Regions from separate parts of the Ovis aries genome. Here region 2 is linked to region 1. Evidence: chromatin contacts called from public Hi-C data. All regions are on one chromosome and are shown on one strand. Each heading gives the region's core, a stretch centred on a gene start, on an enhancer-like site or on the middle of the called end of the contact. The rest is flanking DNA. Distances are from core to core; before and after follow the strand shown.

The links. A called contact is a pair of places that touch in the nucleus more often than the background predicts.
Region 2: a Hi-C map of liver shows a contact between it and region 1, with 7 times the contacts expected there. The contact joins the promoter of CFAP77 here to the promoter of BARHL1 in region 1. A contact is called at or near these places in 6 of 16 Hi-C or Micro-C datasets (hypothalamus, liver, skin fibroblasts and 1 more).

Annotation. Positions count from the first base shown.
Region 1 is chr3:4,291,922-4,298,034 of ARS-UI_Ramb_v3.0, reverse strand. BARHL1 (BarH like homeobox 1) reads left to right here and starts at 3,047. Exons shown (of 3, transcript XM_027968318.3): 1 at 3,047-4,244. The coding sequence starts at 3,779.
Region 2 is chr3:4,451,104-4,457,216 of ARS-UI_Ramb_v3.0, reverse strand. CFAP77 (cilia and flagella associated protein 77) reads left to right here and starts at 2,620. Exons shown (of 6, transcript XM_004007129.5): 1 at 2,620-2,913. The coding sequence starts at 2,719.

The DNA of each region.
Region 1 (6,113 bases), core at 1,798-4,297:
TCCATTGGTGTTGCCCTGAGGGTGCTTGGTTTGGGATTTTGCAGGGCTCTGGGTCCACAGAGAGACAGAAAGTTTAAAAGAAAGCAATTTCAAAGGGCTGGATGGCCAGGGGGCTGGCATTTGAAGCTAGAGGATTCCAGAGGCAGGAGGCTGGGGAGGAGATGTTGGAGCCCAGAAGAGCGGTCTGGGAGGTGCTAGTCCTGGATCTGACCGCATCTCCCCCGTTGCCTTTTCTCCCCTAGGTCTTCCAAGCCTCTCCCTTCCCTGGGTGGAGGAGGTGGGTCAAGACAGCTGGGTAGGGGGCTGGGGCTCAGAAGGGACAGAGAGGGAGCGAGATCTGTTTCCTGCCTTGTAAATGAAGTTCTCAGATGTTAATCTGCCATAGTTCACATCCTGTTTTGTTGAACCATCCACCCCTCCAGGACCAGTCAGGCTCCTTTCACAAAGTAAGGGGTGGATCACCCACCCAGGAGCCCCAGGAACCTTAGTAAAGTTCCAATTCTTGAGCTTCTTCCCAGCTAAACAATAGTCTAGGTGGGTACACACACACCTCTCAGGCTGTGGACAGGCTGAGATGCTAGAACTATCCCCTTGATGGAGAAAAGAAAAAGATGGGGGCACAGTAGTAGAGCTGGAAACCCCCAAATAGGAATAAGACAATGTTAGCGACAGTGGGCTGGATCCAAATTCCAGGTGGGATAAATGGCATAACATGTTTTTATCACCATATACTAGGATAATTCAAAGCTGATAGTATAACAACCTGTTAAGTATTCTTGGGCTTGAAGAATCGCAGAGAAGCTGGCTAGGGCTGCAGCAGGTTGGAGGGGGAGCGGTTAGCCTTTTTTATTTCCACGGTAAAAGGTTGCCCCCCAACCTTTACTACTCACCCCCCATACCCACGCAGTGTCTTTCACTGCCAGAGGCATCGATTTCGCTGGGCCGGGCATCCAAACCCCAGCATAAGACTCCAAGGCCAGAAAAAGTCCGCCCAAGGCAGGGGCAGCTCGGACCGCCGCGGGCGGAGCGGGACCCGACTTGCTTGCGGCTTAGCGCATGCCACGGATGCGGGCCCAGGGCATGCAAGATCTCTAACAGGCCCAGGATGACGGGCCCGCTGACCCAAGCTGGGACCCTGGGATCTGGGGGAGATGAGATTCTTCCCGAGGTGCAGGCAGCGGGCTGGGAGCGGGGGTGGGGTGAGCAGTAGAGGGGGTGGCGGAGCCTCCGGAGGTGCCTGGAGAGGGAGCGAGGCCCAAGTCGAGGACTGGCCGGGAAGGGCGAGGGCGGTCCGTGGTCCTCCTGATTTATGGCCCCCTCTCCATCCACCAAACGAAAACCGGCAATCGCCGGCTCGGTCCGGGCGGGCGAGGCGCCCGCTGCAGCGGCTGCCGGGCCAGGGCGGGGGCCTGTGGGCTCCTGGCCCCTCGGCGCCTGTCCTCCCGCCTCCCCCGACAGCTTGCAGCCGAGCCGGGCCCGCCGTCCCTGGGGAGCCGCCCGTCCTCGCCCCCAGCTCGGCCGGCGGCGAGGCCGCTTCCAATCTGCCAGGAGGCTCAGAGGGAGAGCGCGGGGAGCCGGGCAAGGGGCCACCGCCGGCCTGGCTCGAGGGAGAAGAAAGTTTCTGCTCCGTCCAGCTGCACCGGTCTTCCCCGGCCGGGTCTCGGGTGTAGGGCGATTGGGGCGCTTCGCTATTCCGCAGCGATCTTAGATGCTCAGTCTGAAGCGGGGCTACGGTATTTTCTTGGGGCCCGAGGGTAGAGGGGCCAGGAGGGTGCCTGCCCGCTTGGAAAGACCTGAGCTCCGGGCGCAGGGCGGGTGAAGGGCGCCTCTGGTAGGCCCGCGGGTTGGTTTTCCTCCGCCCTTTGACCGCAGAGCTGGTCGCCCACCCCTGGGGTAGCCTCTAGAGGATCCAGGCCCCAGGCGCGCTTCAGATCTGCCCGCAGCCCTGGGCCCCGAGCGGGAGGCCGAACCCTGAAAGGAGCAGAGCTGGAGTACCACCGTGGCGGAGTTGGGGAGGGTGGAGGGGGCGAGTTATTCACAGCCAAAAGACCGTGTTTCCAGCGCTGCTTTGAAAACAAATCCTCGGGCGCGCTTTCGCTGCTCGCGAAATATGAAGTCGTTAGCAGACGTCTACACTCGCACTCAGAAGCTAGCGCAGGTTCCTCTTTAGAGGCACAAAAACACCCGACCCCCGAGACACGCTCCGCCGCAGGAGAGACTGTCGGCTGGGTTGGGGTCCTTTGCGCGGCCCCTCTCGGGCCACACGGGTTTCTTGGGGTCCCTCTAACGTCCCAGACTCGACATGCCCAGCTTTCCAGCCTCGCCCCACAGTGAAGCCGTGGTTCTGTCTCCTTCCAGGCGCAGACACCAAGCTTTCCCCACCCCTGCCAGGCCCACCGGATCCAAAGAGGTCAGAGAGGGGGGCTACAGATTTTCCTTCCCGAAAAACATGTAGACCCCAAAGGAAATGCCCGAAAACGATGCAACAAATTAAAATCTCTTCTCCACACATACAATTCTTTTTCTGCTGGGTTTAGTCCCTTTTTCTTGCTAGAGGAAGGAAAAAAAAAAAAAAAAACCGGCAGGGCAGGGAGGTAAGGAGGGGGTAGAAAAGGTATCATTGACAGCCCGATGGAAGAATAATTTGAATAACTGTGGGAAAGTGTAGGGGAAAAACTTAAAAACCTTACGTCCTAACCCAATGGCAGCGGCAGCCGAGCTTTGGACCCCTCCCTGCCCGCCTGTACCCCCCTCGGCTAATCACCCTCATTAGGAGCCTCATCACTGGCCTAATGAAAGCAAACCGTGTGGAAATCGCCGGTAAACAGTTGGGTCTGTGCTGTAATTAATTCAGTGTCTCTTTTAATCAAACTGAAAGGAATCGGGCAGTGGCTTGCGGAGCCGTGACATCACCCCCAAAATCGGCCAGAGCCAATCAGCGTCATCACTCCGGGGACACGTGGGCGAGTCCCCTTAAAAACACACACACACACACACAAAACACAACGGAAAAAAAAAAAAAAAGAAACGAAAAAAAAAAAACCCAGCCCCAAAGTAAAAGTGACACAAGTTCATTTTTTAAAGGAAAGGGGGGGAGGCGAAGGCGCGCGCAGAGGACAGGCGGAGAGCTGCAACCGAGGAGCTGGGAGGCGCTGTCCACGGTGCTGACGGGGCCCCCGGAGCGGTGGGAGCGTGGAGAGAAGACCTCCCCGGCCAGGTGGAGCGTCATGCGCCGAGGGCCGCCGCCGCCGCTATCCGCGGTGCTGACGCCGCCAGGTGCGCTCCGATCCCCTGGCTGGTAGCGCGGCTCGGGCCCGCTGCTATCCGCGGTGCTGACCCCGCTGCCCTCGGCCACCGCTCGCCTGGAAGAAGCGTACAGTTTGGATTTTTTTTTTTTTTAAGCCCTTCTTTATTTAGATTCCAGCGTCTTCGCATCTCTTCTGTGCCAAAGGGGAGCTCAGGCCGTCCATCTCCCCCTTGGCTCTCCCCAACTTGGCGCACCCTCCCTCCCGTTTCTCCCTGACACTCCCACCACCCCCCCTCGGCTCGGCTGCTCGGTGCGATGCTGCAGAAGACGCGCTGAGCCCTTTTGGATCTAATGCGCAGAGGAGGTTGGCCCAGAGCTCCTGGGCTCCCCCAAGGCTGAACTCCATCCAAGGTGCCCGCAGGCTCCCTGCCCGCCTTCCCCATGCCAGCCCGCAGCTAGGGGCAGGGGCAGCGGCGGCTGGGGTTGGGGGTGGGTGGGGAGCTTTTGGGGAGGACAGGTCGCAGCTTGGCTATGGAAGGCTCCAATGGCTTTGGGATCGACTCCATTCTCTCCCACCGAGCGGGCAGCCCCGCCCTTCCCAAGGGGGACCCCTTGCTCGGGGACTGCCGCTCTCCCCTGGAGCTGAGTCCTCGCTCAGAGAGCAGCAGCGACTGCTCTTCACCAGCCTCGCCAGGAAGGGACTGTCTGGAGACGGGAGCCCAGCGGCCTGGCGGGGCTTCGGGACCAGGTTTGGACTCCCACCTGCAGCCTGGGCAGCTCTCGGCCCCAGCCCAGTCTCGCACCGTGACCTCCTCCTTTCTGATCAGGGACATCCTTGCCGACTGCAAACCGCTTGCGGCCTGTGCACCCTACTCTAGCAGCGGGCAGCCAGCCGCTCCTGACCCTGGGGGCCGTCTTGCGGCCAAGGCTGGGGAGGACTTTAGAGACAAGCTGGACAAAAGTGGCAGCAACGCCTCATCGGATTCTGAGTATAAAGGTAAGAAAGTGGGAGATGAAAACCTAGGGGAGGGGGGCTCCATTTCTGAACACGGCATTAAAACTGGGGTGCACACACGCAGGGACAGGCACATGCTCACCCGGAGCGCCCCCGGGCCCAGGCAGAGCCGCTGGTCTCATCTGAAGCTTTCAGTCAGTCAGCCCCGTGGTTATGCTTTTGAGCAACAAAGAGTCCAGCGGAGAGAGCGAGGAGAGGAATTCTATGTGACCCAGGAGAGATTCCCGAAAACATACAAAGCAAACTTTCCAAACTTCGGCTGGGACTAACCAACCCTCCGATGGGAGAAGCAAGTTCCTCTCAGGCCAGTGGCTCTCTGGGAAAAGACCTTGCAGAAGCAACGGAAGACCCAATGGGTTCTGCTCGAATGTTTTTTTATAAGGGGGAAAACCTAGCAGGAAATTTCAGCTGGAGCGCTGAGAACAGTCAATTTTCCACCCTTTAATTTGAATATCCAGATGGGGAGGGGAATTCAGCTTCCTCTCCCGTTGGCCCCCGGTGTGATCCGGGTCCAGGGAATCCTGCAAAAGAAATGCTCAGTTCAAAGTAGAAACAGCAGTCGGGCAGGCGGCTGGCTGGCTGGGATCGAGTTCAGAGGTCTCCGTGCTCACCCAACTGTTCTCACTGGATTTCATTTGAAGTGCACTGAGCAATCAACTTTGGGCTGTGTGTGTGGGACCCAGAGATCCCCTAGCACCCAGCCTATACTGGGGTTGCAGGACCCTTTACTTGCTTTTTCTCCCCGTGAATCTTTCCATAGTTTCCTTTCCATCCTCCTTAACCAGAGTGCTGAGATCAGCACTAAGAGGGAAGAGGGAAGGAGGAAGGAAAGAAGAAAGAAAGGAAAAAAAGAAGGAAGGAGAGAAAGAATTCCTTAATTTTGTTTCTCGTCCTGGCCACTGCCTTGACTTTAGGTCTTTGGTGAGGCCAGAGGCACAAAGTTTTTTCTCAGGGAGAAGTCAGGAGGCAGGAAGGGAAGGAGTTTCAGAGCACTGTGTCCCCATCCAGTAGAAAATGAAGGGCTGGCAGGGGCTGTTCAGAGCTCTTTCAGCCTTATAATTAATTCCCGGTATGCTTTCCATGAGATAAAGCTTCCCTATAAAGCCAACTTCTATATTGTCTTGGGGGCCCTACATCTCCTGACCCATATTTGCACTAAGTCATCACAAAAATTTAGGAAGGCTCATTTAACACTTTCCTCCCAACCAAGAATTCATTATGGACACGCCCTGACCTCAAACCAAAACCCATATGGGGCCCCACTCCACATCTCATTCCCTCCTCCACTGCCCCAAGCAACCGGTGGAGACTCCGAGGTCTCCCTGGGTCAGCCGTGCTAGATGGGCAGGTTGGGTTGGAGCTAGAGGAAGGGGGTCCAGATGCCTGTGGCCCAGGGACCCCTGCTCCTCCCCCCAGGTCTGTTTAGAGAGACAAGAAAAACTTGCCTGGGAGAAAAACAGGTGTGTGGTGGGGAAGTGAGGGGGAGCAAGGGAGGCAAGGTAAATATATATGTGTAACACCATATTTTATTATTTATAATTCTCAACAACACCCAGATTTATAGTTAGAGTAAGCCGCAAGACCCTCCTGCACCGCGTGTTGCTGGTGAAAGAGTTTGGCTCGTGTCTCTTTATTTGTTTATTTTTTTGCCCATAGGTGGGATTTTGAGTCAAGGTTTCGGTTAAGATAATTGGAATATCAATTTTCTTCTCTTGTCCCTGATGATATCTGATCGGGGTGGTGATGAGGGCCGGCTGTCCACATATCACTTAAATAGGGTTGGAGCTGAAGATAGAGGAAGGTCTCCCCAACATTTGCATCAACAAAGTCCCGGGTGAAGAAGAAGAAATA
Region 2 (6,113 bases), core at 1,371-3,870, 160 kb before region 1:
CTGTTTGAGCTGCCAAGCAGCTTTGATTAAAAAATGAACAGGAGGGACTTCCTTTGTGGTCCAGGCACTAAAAACTGCACTTCCAACGCAGGGGGCTCTGGTTCCATCCATAGGGAAGTAGATCCCACATGCCGCAACTAAGAGTTCACATGCCAGCAGCTAGAGATTCCACGTACTGTAACTAAAGATTCCAGTGCCATGACTAAGACCTGGCACAGCCAAACAAATATTTTTTAAAGTGCATAATGTACATATATGTGAAAACCTGAAAGCAAAGTAGACTAGAGAAACCGTAAGCCTGAATCATACATACACACCACGCTCGACGGCTGTTCCAGGCCTTGGATGAGCAGCTGGGATTCCGGCTTGCCCTGGAAATGCAGTGCTGGTGTTGTCCACTGTTGGTGGGAAAGGCCTGAGGGCAGGTTTGTTGTCTGTGGTGAACCCCTTACCCAGAGCCTTGTAGATACTTGCACATTTAATGCAGGTGACAATGATGAGTGAATGACCCCGCAGAAGGCTGAAACTAGAAGGCAGACCAAACATCCAGGCTAGTGGTTCCCAAAACAGTGCAGCAGTTACTAGGAAGCTCTTAAAAAGTGCAGATTCCCAACTTTGCACACGGACTGCATAGTGTGTTAGTCGCTCACTCATGTCCAACTGCTTTCAACCCCACGGTCTAGCCATGGATGGGCATGAATTCTGGAGTGGGTTGCTATTCCCTTCTCCAGGGGATCTTCCTGATCCAGAGATCGAACAAACACAAGTCTCCGGCATTGCAGTCAGATTCTTTACCCTCTGAGCTACCACTGTATCACATTAAAATCCATAGACATAACAGCATTCTATAAGAGAACGTCCTTATTCTTGGCAGATACATGTATTTAAGGTCAAATATGATACTGTCCCCCTGGAGGAGGGCATGGCAACCTGCTCCAGTATTCTTGCCCCATGGACAGAGGAGCCTGGTGGGCTACAGTCCATTGGGTCGCAAAGAATCGGACACAACTGAGCGACTTAGCACAAATGCATGATACTATCTGCAGATATTTTCAAAATGATTCAGCAGTATGTGTGTGTGAAAGAAAATAAGGCAAATACTAAGGACCAGTGAATCTAGGCCTTGCAGATGGTGACTGCAGCCATGAAATTAGAAGACGCTTGCTCCTTGAAAGAAAAGCTATGACCAACCTAGACAGCATATTAAAATGTAAGAGGCATTATTTTGCCAACAAAGGTCCATCCAGTCAAAGCTATGGTTTTTCCAGTAGTCACATATGGATGTGAGAGTTGGACCATAAAGACAGCTGAGTGCCAAAGAATCGATGCTTTTGAACTGTGGTGTTGGAGAAGACTCTTGAGAGTCCCTTGGACTGCAAGGATATCTAACCAGTCAATCCTAAAGGAAATCAGTGCTGAATATTCATTGGAAGGACTGATGCTGAAGCTGAAGCTCCAGTACTTTGGCTACCTGATGAAAAGAACTGATTCACTGGAAAAGACCCTGATGCTGGGCAAGATTGAAGGCAGGAGGAGAAGGGGATGACAGAGGACAAGATGGTTGTATGGCATCACCAACTCAAAGGACACGAGTCTGAGCAAGCCCTGGGAGCTGATGATGGACAGGGAAGCCGGGAGTACTGCAGTCCATGGGGTCACAAAGAATCGGGCATGACTGAGCGACTGAACTGAATGAATCTAGGTGAAGTCTACACAGATTTTCATTGCACTCTTCTTTCAAAGTTTCTGTAGCTTTGAACTTAAAAAAAAGGGGAAAATCCGAAAGGGAAGGAGTATTAAAATGCAGATTCCTAGAACCCATTTCCAGATATTCTGATTCAGTGAGTCTGTATTTTTCAACTTCTCTTTATTCTGTTGCACAAAGTTGGGTACCATTGATTTCATTCAACTCTAGACTTTCCTCACTACCCATTTCACAGAAGAAAACAGAGGACTCAAGAAGGCGACTAATTTGAGATTAGCGGTAACATCAGTCCTAGAATGCAAATTTCTATTTCATCCTGAAACGCATAGCAGCCTGCCCTGGGGTTTTGTGTGTGTGTGTGTGTGTGTGTGTGTGTGTGTGTGTGTGTGTCGAGGGAACGGGGCGGGGGCGGGGGGTGGGATGGAGACAGGGGAGGGGCGCTGGGAAAAATGGGATGGGGTGGAGTGGAGGGGAGTGTTTTAACTTGGAAATCAGGTGTAAGTGGTCCTCTAGAAATCCGTCGCTTTTAAAATCTGTGTAGACTTCACGTAGATTCATAGCCCAGTGGTGATTCCTGAGTTTTCCTCGAGTAAGAAAACTCAGAAACAGGTCCAATTAGGTGGCCGCTAGTAAGTTTCCTGTAAGTCAATCAACCTGCTCTGTTGCAGCGCCGTTGGCGTCCCGTCGCCACGGAGACGGGCGGTTCCATTTTTCCTTAAGGGGTGGTCATGATTTTCTCCCCTTTTCAAATCCATAGCGAGGCTCCCAGAAGACGCTCTCATAAACCTACAGAGGGGTTTTTGTGGGTCTTAGCTCTCCTCGCAAGGAGGTGGGGGAGCGCGAGGTGGGCACGCCCCCCTCCGGATGGAGCCCGGCGTCCGAGCCTACCCCGGGGCCTAGGTGGTGCGTCCCGCGATTGGGGGCTCACCTGCTCAGAGCTCCGCGGCTGCCCTCCCCCAAGCTGGAAAGCCCGCTGAATCCAGCGGGCCGGCGACTCCCAGCCACCCCCCAGGATGCCAGAGGCTAGGAACTCCTGCCAGGACCTCACGCGATGGAAGAAGAAGAAGCCGCCGGTCCGCCGCACGGTCAGCCAGATCTGCCCACCCCCGCGGCGGCCCCTGACCGTGGCCGACATCCGGCCGGGCATGGAGAACGAGAGGCTGGGGGTCGTGCGGGATTCCATGTTTCAGAACCCGCTCATCGTCAAGGTGAGGCCCGCCCCACACCCACCGGCCCCTTTGCGCTCGTCCCCTCACTGGACATCCGCGGGGTCGCGGGTTTTCACCTGTTTTGCCCGGGTCCCACCGCTCCCGCCCGAGCGTGGCGTTGGAAGCTCCAGCTCTGGTTCAGACAGACCTGGAACCCCCCGTCCCTCGGCCTTGGTGAGGTCAGTGGCAGGCCGCGTAGTCTCGCTGAGCCTTAGTTTCCTCATCCTCAAAGTGGGTCGAAAATGGAACTCTTTCAAGGGAGTGATCGGGCAGATCGCATAAGGTAATCCCTGCGGGACCGCCGACACGCGCGCGGTAAGCCCTCCACGTTGGCGGCTGCTGTTCGCCTATGTATTCGCCCAGAATGAACCCAAGGGGTGACAGACTGGTTGTCCTTACCACCTGCCAGCCCTCCCAGGGCGCAGGCCTCCTCCCTCAATCCTCCTGCACGCCTGGGCTGCTATTGTGTACGAGGGTTCTGTATCTATCCTGAAAGTATCACTTCCGTGTTAATTTCCACCCGGTCATACTCTTATGCAAAATTACGACCCGAAGCATCGTCCCCACACCCACCGCCAAAAAGCGCAGAACTCTCTGCCATAGGGGGCCCACAGGCAACGGCGAGAGGGAGGCGCAGTTTCCAAAGTGATCACCCAACGCCGTGGCATCCACGCGCCTTCCCGGGATGAGGGCGCCAGGAAAGTCAAGTTGAAATTTGGCGCTAGGAAAGCAGGTCATGCAATTTTACCTTATGCCACTGGAGGGCAGTGTGCCTTTAAAAATGCGCGCAGCTCCCTAGACGCCGGAGGTGGAAGGCGCAGGTGATAACCGTGGATTCAGTAGCAATTATTTATCTGAACGCCAGGAGCTGCTCAGAGCCCAGAGGTTTTGGTTGTTGTTTGTTTGTTTGTTTTTGGTACAGGGAACCTAGGCTATCTTAACATCGTAGTAAGATGAGCTGAGTTAATTGGCTCCTTTGAAAACCTTGACTTTCTCCTCTTGCCTTCTTCAAACTATCGTTATGTTCCTGGGCCAGCAGCTGGGAGAAGCTGGCTTGTTTCACTGGACATTCATCCATCTAATATGCTCCCCTTCTTTGGCCACCCAAAGTGGAGCAAAGTTCTTCACCTGAGAGTGAGAATAGTCACTCTCAGAGGACAGGTGCCTCCCACAGATGAGATCAAGATCAGACATTCTGGGATCAAGAGAACATCAACATCCCTGCCTCTGATCATTGCTTTCACTCAAGCAGTTACTGATGGGCCAACACCTTCCTACTTCAGTACAAAATGGACAGACAACATGATGGAGTTATTCTCTATGGCGAATTAATAGTGTGTGATACCCGTCCCAAGCTACCATATATACATAGAGACACATATATAATACAGGTATATGTGTAGATATACAGGGGGCACTGTGGTAAAGAGCCCGCCTGCCAGTGCAGGCAGATGTAGGAAACAGGTTCAGTCCCTGGCTTGGGAAGATCCCCTGGAGGAGGGCATGGCAGTCTACTCTAGTATTCTTGCCTGGAGAATTTTATGGACAGAGAAGAATAGCAAGCCACAGTCCGTAGGTCACAAAGAGCTGGACACGACTGAAATGACTTAGCATGCACACAAACACATACACGTATGTTTTGCATATATGTGCGTACGCATGACATGTATTCCCAGGTGGCTCAGTGACAAAGAATCCACCTGCCAAGCAGGAGACAAAGGTTCCCTCCCTAGGATCGAAGGAAGATCCCCTAGAGAAGGAAATGGCAGCCCACTCCAGTATTCTTACCTGGGAAATCCCAGGGACAGAGGAGCCTGGCAGGTTACAGTCCATGGGATTGCAAAAAAGTTGGACACAGCTTAGCAACAGCTGAACAACAGCAACAAGCAACAGCAACAAGCAACAGCAACAAGCATACATCTCTAGGTAAAAAATCCTGTACCTTTTCCCTTTTGCTTGTACTGCGTATCCAGAAGGACAGCATTTGGCCTCTGGATGGCGCTAGCTGCACAGCTTCCAGACATTCAGTCCCAATTCCTGAACCTGAGCTTTGGGCTGGAAAATGTACAGGAGTCAGTGGCCTATGGGTGGCGGTTCTGTCTTCAGGGCCTGAGACACAGAGCCAGCAGGGACGGGGCTCGAGCGGCAGGGGGCGTCCTGGTGACTGTGCCCAGCTTGTCTCGGGGCAGCTGGACTTCTTTCTTTCATCCCTCCAGTTTTTAATGGGCCCTAAGGTACAGATAGAGGATGAGATGGTTGGATGGCATCACCGACTGGATGGACATGAGTAGGAGTAAACTCCAGGAGTTGGTGATGGACAGGGAGGCCTGGTGTGCTGCAGTCCATGGGGTCGCGAAGAGTCGGACACGACAGAGCGACTGAATTGAACTGAACTGAACTGAACTGAACTGAAGGTACTTTCAGTAGCAGTTAAGATTTTGCCCACATTTCAATACTGACCTCTGCTGCCAGATTTTCTATCAAAACCTGACCTAAGTCAAAGCTGCAGAAACCCTGAGCCCGAGGAGTAACCTTGACTGTTACCTTCTCCTGGGTGTGCTGAGGCTGCGTGGTGGGCTCTCTGTGCAAGGTTCTGGCAGGACTCAGGATAGAAGCGACGTTCACTGGCTCCCAGCACAGCTCTCCTCTTACCACTTCAAACTCCAAACAGCTTCCTGTATTTTAAAGAAAATTTAAATTATGAAAAAACTTGGGGAGGGAGGGTTTCAGCTCTCGAGGAAAGGAGAAGATTGAAAGTATCCAAAATGGTGGAGCCTTAAAAAAAAATCTTTTCAAAAATAATGTATTACTGAACTTTCTGTTGAGGCATGGCTTATGGATTTCTTCCCTGTGGCATGTCAGTTTCACGAACGCAGATTTTCAGACCCTCCTTTCTGTGTGCTTTCTCACTGTGTGCAGCAGAGGCAGGAGTGCCCTCTGCCCGGAGGATGATTGGAACTGAGATATATTTGGGTTTTGTCTCACTCTGAACCTGAAGGCTGTATCTATATTGGGAGAATGTAACACCATAGCTATAGTCATTTACTCCCCCGAAACTGGGGGTGTTATTGCTCAGATTGTTTTCTCCAGTGAATAGGATCAGGGCTTTTTTTTTCATTTAAAATGCAGACACATTGCCTTGAACAAATACAACGGTGCTGTTTCACACCTATGGAATTTACGGGGACGCACACATATCA